Regions from separate parts of the Triticum aestivum genome. Here regions 1 and 2 are each linked to region 3. The links are chromatin contacts, called in public Hi-C maps. All regions are on one chromosome and are shown on one strand. The core of a region is the stretch at or near the end of the contact, and the rest is flanking DNA. Distances in the headings are between cores, read along the strand shown.

Region 1 (2,733 bases), core at 109-2,608, 190 kb before region 3:
GTCAACATGCTGTAAACAGGATGTAACTCCATAGTGTAAACACAACCGGAACTATTTACATGGATTAAAGGGCATGATAAAAGACAAACCTCTGGCCATGATTGGGCTGATCCTCTTTGTACAGGTCAAGAACACTGTTAAGAATAGTAACTTCCTTATGTGTCAGCTTTCCGGTTGAGTTTCTGAATATGATGGAGTATATACCGTCAAGAAGAAAATAAACATGAAGCAACAAGTACTCCAGTAAGAGCTTAGAAGCCATCTCACTGGCCTCATCTCCATTATGACCATCAAATATGGCCATCACTCCGACATCCACCTCTTTAATTCTCATTTGCTCTGTACAATATAGCAAGTTAGCCAGAATCAGATTACAAATGAACCGGGTGCATCTTAAAGGATCGAGCATAAAATCACAATAACCAAAGCACTTTTGAAGAAAGTATTTCTACAAGATCGTTTGACTGACTATGTAATAGGCTAATAGCGACTTGTTATCCCTAGACATATGAGTCATGACGCACTAATCAACTTTACCAACTCGCAGTCTTGCAGTATGCAACCTTAATGGTAGGAAAAAGATGCTGTTCTAGGTCTAATAAACTCTGCAGGGTACCTTTCTACTATGATCCTTCCAACATGATATCCAGCTTCCCACTCCCATTTTTACGATTTCTTAGTGACTACACTCTCTGACATGAAAAGCCAACTAACATTCAGGAGTAAAAATCATAGTACCAGTAAACCAGAAGCAGAATACTGTTTTCGTTCCTCATTTCTAGCCCAGAGTCCATGAAGCATAATAATAAGTGCATTAATTAATAAACAAGGTCGCCAGTACAATCCTGGGAGTTGGTTAATTGCACATGATTTCTCAATACTCCCTCTTCCTTCCACCTCATAGCTGCAGTGCAACACCGCGTGTAAATTGCGGATTTGTTTTACTGACTCCGTGTTGTGCAGGTACCTATGAAGGGGATGCGGATGCCGAGAGCGCAGACGGCGCGGTCCTCCTGGGAGCGGCGGCGGCCACGGTGAGCCGCCACATGGCACCTCCTCGGCTGCGGGGAGGAGGGGCCCTTGTCCCCATCCCCCTCGCCGGCGGAGAGGATGGTCCAGCGGGGGCAGTGCGCGGACTGGTACACCGCGGGCGCGCCGCCCTCGCGGTACACAGCAAGGCACGTCGCCGACTCCCCCGCGCACCGGAGCGGCACTAGGAGCTCGATGAGGATGAGAAGGAGGATGGTACGGTGGCCGGATAGCGGTAAGGACATCGGCGAGTCGCCGGAGCAGAAGAGGGGAAGAGGGTTTTTTTTTTTTTTTTGAGACACAGAGGGCAAGAGGAATTATGGGCTTGCGTATCGCGAGCTCGTGACGGGCCCCGAGCAACACTTTCTTCAATCCGAGCTGGCGAGTAGAGCGACGAGGAAGGGGGAGCTGCTAGGGAGCTCCTATAGGCCGCTCGCTGCGGCAAAGTGCCGACGCTTCGCACAGGAGCGGCTAGCGTGGTCCGGCCCATTTACAGTGGCATGCGGCGGCAGGTTCCCGAGATGAAAAATCGCGAAAAATAAAATAGTGCGATTTCTGTTACTCGAACACATGACTTCAGAGTTCTTGGCCTGCCATGCAAACCACTGCGACCTAGTCATTCCCATGTTCAATTTGGCAGCGCGAAAGTTAAAGACGTATATGACCAAAACAACACTTGAACATTAATTCGCGAAAAATCCCAAAAACTACAGTCCATTTATTGGGTCGTACCGACGACCTCCTACAACTGAATTTTTCGAAATTATGAATATTTTCTTCAAAATAAAAAACATTTTCCGAATTTTCATACAATTTTTTGTAAAACAGGAACATTTTGATGATGTGAACAAATTTGAAAAGGGGGAACATTTCTTGAATTTGTGAAAAAATGTTTAAATTTTTAAAACTTCCAGAACATTCTTTGAATTTGTGAACAAGATTGAAAAACATGAACTACTATTGAATTTGTGAACAAATTTGGAAAGCTGGAACATTTTTATCAATTCCCAAACATTTTTTGAATCTTGAGAACAAATTTTGACACAGAGAACAATTTTGAAAAATATTGAACAAACTTGGAATCACGAACAATTTTTTAAAGCACGAACATTTTTTGAATCTTGAGAACATATTTTCAAACGTAGAACAATTTTTAAAAATCCCGAACAAATTTGAAACATGAACATTTTTTGAATACATGAATAAAATTTGGAAACAAGAACAACTTTTGAAAACATGAACATTTTTTAACTCCCGGTCATTATTTGAATAGTTCCAAAAAATGAACAAAAACATTCCGAACAATTTTTGGAAAATGAGAACCATTTTTGAAATGCCTGAACATTTTTTTTGAAAATGCGAACATTATTTGAATTTATGAACAACTTTTTAAAGCACGACAATTTTTACAAAATTGAAAATATTTTAAAAGTACGAACATTTTTTTCAGTTTCTGAACAAAATTTGGAAGCTGATTTGTTTTAAAAAAATGGACTTTAAATGTAAAGGAAACGAAAAAAGAATTAGAAAAGGAAAATAAAAGAAAGAAAAAAGAGAAAAAAGAAACAGAAAAATTGACAAAAGAAAAAAACGGTTCAAAGAACCTTCTAGAAATTTCCCCAAACCAGAAAAAACCGGCTGAGAAACTCTAGAAGGTTCCCAAAATCGGAAAGTGTAACGGGCCGGCCCAGGTGAGCGCTTCGA
Region 2 (2,700 bases), core at 12-2,511, 250 kb after region 3:
TTTTTAAATCACTAAGTCTTATATTTCTTTACAGGGGGAGTAATTTCATATGAAAAATTTGCCGCAATCACACCATTTGCTTTCTAAGTGAAAATGTTATTTGCCGGGTTTCGAAGAACAAACTAGGATGTGTCTTTTGTTGGGAAAACTTCCAATCTATTCATTTTCAATCATGGCAGTACAAAGAACAACAGAGATAATAACAATTACAACCATGTTCATGAACCACCTAGCGACGACTACAAACACTGGAGCGAGTAGAAGGCGCATCGCCGTCATCGCCCCTCCTTCATTGGAGCCGGGCAAACCTTGTTGTAGTAGATAGTCGGGAAGTCATCGTGCTAAGGCCCCATAGGACCAGCGCACCAGAGTAGCAACCATCGCCGATGAAGAAAGTCGTAGATCAGAAAGGTCAAATCTGTAAACACTCAAACGAAAACGAACAAAAACTGTATCCAAACAGATCCATCGAAGACTAGCACCGACCGAATCCCGCGAGATCCGACGAAGACAAGCCTCCACGCGTCCTCCGACGATGCTAGATGCACCATCGGGATGGGGATAGAACGTGGAAGACACTATTGCAAATAAGGGACATCGCTGCCGCCGCACAGCCCCAACCAAGGCGTCCAATCTAACAAGAACGAGAACGGGCCCCTTCCGCCGGCAGGGGGCCAAGATCCTCCGCACCTCCATGGCCTAGAGGCCATCGAAGATGGGGTGGATCGGCGGCGACGCCAACGGAAGGAGAAGAGCTTTTCTTATAGAGGAAGAAAGAGATGGAAGAATTATAAACTAGGATGTGTCTAACTCTCACATGCTTCCTCCGTTCCTAAATATAAGTCTTTATTAAATTTTCGAATATAGAGTAGACATAGAGCAAAATGAGTGAATCTACACTAAAATATGTCACATCCATATGTACTTCTATTAAAATATCTAGAAAGACTTATATTTAGGAACGGAGGGAGTAGATGAGAAATATTATACTCAGGTACCGTTTGCGACATTTAAGTGGCAGAAAACAAGGTTGCTTTGGCAATAAATAAAGAAGGGAGTCCTCATTCCGTCACCATGAGAAACTGAGAATCGAGAAGGGCATCAAGCTCACAATAACACCAAAAGCAAGGGAGCGACGTGTAAAAGAATGTCAACAATTCGTTTCCAAATTAAACCCTTGTCCCTGGACTCCTACTGTCGTCCACGTTCGGCGCGTGGTCTATATATAGATCGTCTTTCCGCGTCCCGTCGTCACCAAACACCAAAACCATTCAACCTGTATTCAAAAAACTGTGGATGGGATCAGGTCTCTCTCACAACCACCGGAGCAGCGTCGCGCCCCAGCAGCAGCCGTCGTCGGCCCGCGTCATCGCCGCCGACGGCTCGCTGACGGAGTTCGCCACCTCCTCGCCTGTCAGCGTCTCCGACGTCCTGGGCGGCAATGCGGACGGCCCCTTCTTCTTGTGCAGCTCCGACGCGCTCTACTTCGATGAGGACGTGCCGGCGCTCGGCGGCGGCGAGCAGCTCCGTCCCGGCCAGATATACTTCGTGCTCCCCGTCGCGATGCTCGGGCGGCCCCTGTCGAGCGCCGACATGGCGGCCATGGCGGTGCGCGCGAGCGAGGCGCTGGCGACGAGAGCGCGGCCGCGTGGACGCGGCGCCGGCATCAGGAAGGTGCGGGTCACGCCGGTGCACCCCGAGAGCGGGCGTGGCGACGTGGACGCCCAGGTTAACGCGAAGCTCAACGAGAGGAGACTCGGGGAGTACTCTGTGAAAGCCTCTGGTAATCCGGCGAAAATCAGCAAGAAGGCTGCCGTGGCGGCATGTCCGCCGGCGAAGAAGCCGCTCAAGCCGCTCAGCACCATCAAAGAGGATGAGGAGTGAGGAAATGCTCATAAGAACATCGCCAGGCGACGCCGAGTGATAAAAATGGAAGGAAATTACTACAAGATTTTTGATAGGATTTTTTTGTCTTTTCTTTTTGTGTTATCCATTTTTTGGAACTGTGATGTTGGTGAGGAAGATTCAAAAAAGATAGATAAGGATGTCGGTTGTTGATTTGCCATTGTACATATATTTGGTAACAAAGGGAAATGAGATTTGTTCATACTTCTACTTTTTTTTTGTGGGGCATACTTCTACTTTTCTTAATTGTGTTGGGATAAAGGTCAAAGGCATCGGCTTTAGATCATGTGATAATATTCGGTTGACTATCGCGCATGTCTTCTTTTTTGTCACCGTTGCGCTGCCTAAGATTATTTTGTATGGATGGAGGAGACTTTAGAAAGGGGAAAAGGTTGAAGCATTGAGCATCTCTGGCGGCACAATTTCTGACGAGTACGGATCAGCTATGTCAAAATCATCTTGTGGACTTGCAACTGACGGAGGAGGCCTCACTGGTCAGCCAAACGGCAGGTGCACGTCGTCGGTGGAGCGCACAGGCTATTACACGATAAATAAACTTTATACGCAAAGTTTTCACAAAGTCAAGATGGCCGAGTTGGTCTAAGGCGCCAGTTTCAGGTACTGGTCCGAAAGGGCGTGGGTTCAAATCCCACTCTTGACACTTTTTTTTTTGTTTCGTTCATTTATATTTGCTTCACCTTTTCTTTTGAATGTATTAAGTATATGTCCTTTTATTTGACTAAATTGGTCTGTGCCGTCTGTTGCCGACCAGATTATACAACTCCGGATGAGAAA
Region 3 (2,700 bases), core at 58-2,557:
AAAAAGCTAACATAAAAATGTTGTGCTTTTAGAAGTGAATTTCTTGCCTAAAATCCTTAAACCTAATGCCAACAATTTATTATAAGATCACAACCACATAAATCCGAACAATACATCTTTTTTCTTTTCGCACTCGAATCTAGGAGTATTAACAAAAACCAATAGTACAACACCCCTAAAATGATTTTGTCACCCCTAAAAAAATGATTTTGTCACATCAAAGTCCCCTAGGTCCGACCATTTTCATCCTCATGACTGGGCTACTGCTCAGTCGTTGGATCCAGTCTGTTGTTGATGATGCAAATGAAAAGTTCTCAAGGCTACTGCCACGTCAGATCATCGTCTTGAAGAGGAAACCATCACATTAGACAAGCCACAGATCCAAGAGCCAAACCACAATTATTTCTCACGGGTCTCATGCCAACACTGGATGTGGTGCTGACGTGACGGAGACGAGGTCTGAATTCCAAACTTCAAAGGTAAGTTGTATGTCGCCACCGTACCAACAAACCCCAATGAGCATAACCTCACTGACCAAAGCGCCTAACAGGAAAATATGCCATCGACGCCGGCACAGCCGACCATCGCCGGCATGGGAAGACATGAGGGAACCTCATTCGCCGAACCAACACTGCCAACAACACGTCGTCGAAGAAGATTTCATTAAGCTTTGCCACCACCATCGCCGAAAGGCTGAAGCGACGAACAACGAAACCCTACCTAAGAGCCCCAAAACATTAGAAACTACAACTCCACCTTGTAGATGAGGGCCTCCCCGCACTCCCACATCGGCAAAGCGAGTAAAGGAGGAGGACATTGGCGACCTAGCATCCAGAGATTGGCTCTTAGGGTTTTGCAGAGGAGCGGTTGAGCAAAAGGCAAAACAACGGCGTAACACACATTTTCTGTGGATGATCGTGGCCTCCCTGCACCGTCACACTGGTAGAGCCGGTGGAGGAGAAGGAAGCCACAGTCTACCCCTCTTATAGGGTTTAGAGGGGAATGGTTGGGGAAAAGGGAGAACGACGGCACAGTGCGCATATTGTCCATGACTATCTGAGTGAGGATATTTTTTCACTCATGGACAAAACAAAATAAAACCAAAGCCGTTGCCGGAGAATTACGCGATTACGTGAAAGCATGGGCGCCGGAGCGGAAAAAGACGATTTGTTTTTGGAGCTTTAGCTATCGCAGGAAAGAACCGCGGACACGTCTCTGATGCAAACCAAACCGCCTTACATCGGCCTCCACCGTTGCATTTTCGCCTTTTTCGTCGTTGTTTTTCTCCCGTCCGTCCCTCTCTCGTTGTCGAGAAGAGGAGGGAAAGGGAGGCATCGCATCGGTCGATATATATCCGTGTCCATATGCAAATATATATGTTTTTTCCTTTCCTGTGATATATACGATCACACGACACCGCTTCCGTCCTCTTCGATCTCCAGAAGCCCCGCGAGTAAAGGATTCAATCCCCTCCCCACCCTCCACCTCGCCGCCGCCGCCGCCGCCCCCTCCGTCTCCGCTCGAGCTTGTCAGTCCGCCTCGTCCTCCTCCTTCGGTTCTGCCCGCCCGTCGACCAGGTAACGGACGGCTGATTCGTTAATACTGTTGTTATCGGGGCCCCCGGCCGTGATGGAGCCGTCGCGTCATGCGTGCCTTTTTCCTCTGCTTCTGCATTCATCTCGCGTATGCTTTGTTCAACTGGCAGATTGATTCTCTCTTCTTCTTCGTCGTCGTCTTCTTGGTCTGCCGCTGCCGCTTGGAATCCCAAGGCCTTGGTTGATCAATCCTGTGACCCTGGAAGAAGATCGAAGGGCGTCGCGTGGTGACATGGTAAAGTTCTCTTCTTGGCGGATTAATCTGTAGGTACTGTGCTAGTGCTACTGCTCGTGGCGGCTGGCGGCGAGTTGCATTTTGTTTTTGGAGGATACGAGGACGGTGTGGTTTATCAATTGTTGTATCGTGTGTGTCCCTCGTGGAGATGTGGTGCAGGTGATGGTGAGCGTGCAGCAGAGCCCCATGGTGCGGTCGGAGGAGGACCTGGGCCCGCCGTGGCTGCGGCCGCTGCTGGGCACGAGCTTCTTCGTGCCATGCCCGGCGCACCCGGACCTGAGCAAGAACGAGTGCAACTTCTTCTGCCTCGGCTGCAACCACGCCGCCGGCGCGCTCTGCTCCTACTGCGTCCCCGCGCACCGCGACCACCACGTCGTCCAGGTACACGCCACTCTTAACCAAATCATCCATGGCTGGATTGTGTCGTGTGTGTGGTGCTTTGTGAATGAATTCTGATGGATGGGTGGACATGGCTGGGGTGCAGATACGGCGTTCGTCGTACCACAACGTGATCCGGGTGTCGGAGGTGGGGAAGCTGATCGACATCGCGCACGTGCAGACGTACGTGATCAACAGCGCCAAGATCGTGTTCCTCAACGGCCGGCCGCAGGCCAGGCCCGGCAAGGGCGTCACCAACACCTGTGAGATTTGCTGCCGCAGCCTCCCGGACTCGTTCCGCTTCTGCTCCCTCGGATGCAAGGTACTCTAGCCACTCTTTCTCATCTCTTCTTCCTCCTCCGTCTCTTCCAAGTTCCAACCTACAGTTCCATGTCCGCTACCCCTCTCCCTGAAAACCATTCTTTAGGACCAGAATCTCTCTATCTGAAATCTCTCTGAGGAAGCTTCTGGTCATGCCGTGGGGGTCAACGG

The links. A called contact is a pair of places that touch in the nucleus more often than the background predicts.
Region 1: a contact with region 3 is called in a Hi-C map of leaf, with 7 times the contacts expected there. The contact joins the promoter of LOC123156514 here to the promoter of LOC123160427 in region 3. A contact is called at or near these places in 2 of 5 Hi-C or Micro-C datasets (both in leaf).
Region 2: a Hi-C map of leaf shows a contact between it and region 3, with 2.5 times the contacts expected there. The contact joins the promoter of LOC123159303 here to the promoter of LOC123160427 in region 3. A contact is called at or near these places in 4 of 5 Hi-C or Micro-C datasets (leaf and an unstated tissue).

The regions. Positions count from the first base shown.
Region 1 is chr7B:538,405,015-538,407,747 of IWGSC CS RefSeq v2.1, reverse strand. It overlaps LOC123156514, which reads right to left and starts at 1,358. Exons shown (of 20, transcript XM_044574630.1): 1 at 968-1,358; 2 at 90-339. The coding sequence starts at 1,274.
Region 2 is chr7B:537,957,502-537,960,201 of IWGSC CS RefSeq v2.1, reverse strand. LOC123159303 reads left to right here and starts at 1,261. Exons shown (of 1, transcript XM_044577131.1): 1 at 1,261-2,107. The coding sequence starts at 1,297. The coding sequence ends at 1,884. It overlaps TRNAL-CAG (transfer RNA leucine (anticodon CAG)), which reads left to right and starts at 2,486; the gene lies at 2,486-2,566.
Region 3 is chr7B:538,211,828-538,214,527 of IWGSC CS RefSeq v2.1, reverse strand. It overlaps LOC123160427 (protein RGF1 INDUCIBLE TRANSCRIPTION FACTOR 1), which reads left to right and starts at 1,307. Exons shown (of 5, transcript XM_044578244.1): 1 at 1,307-1,577; 2 at 1,706-1,830; 3 at 1,979-2,211; 4 at 2,315-2,530. The coding sequence starts at 1,993.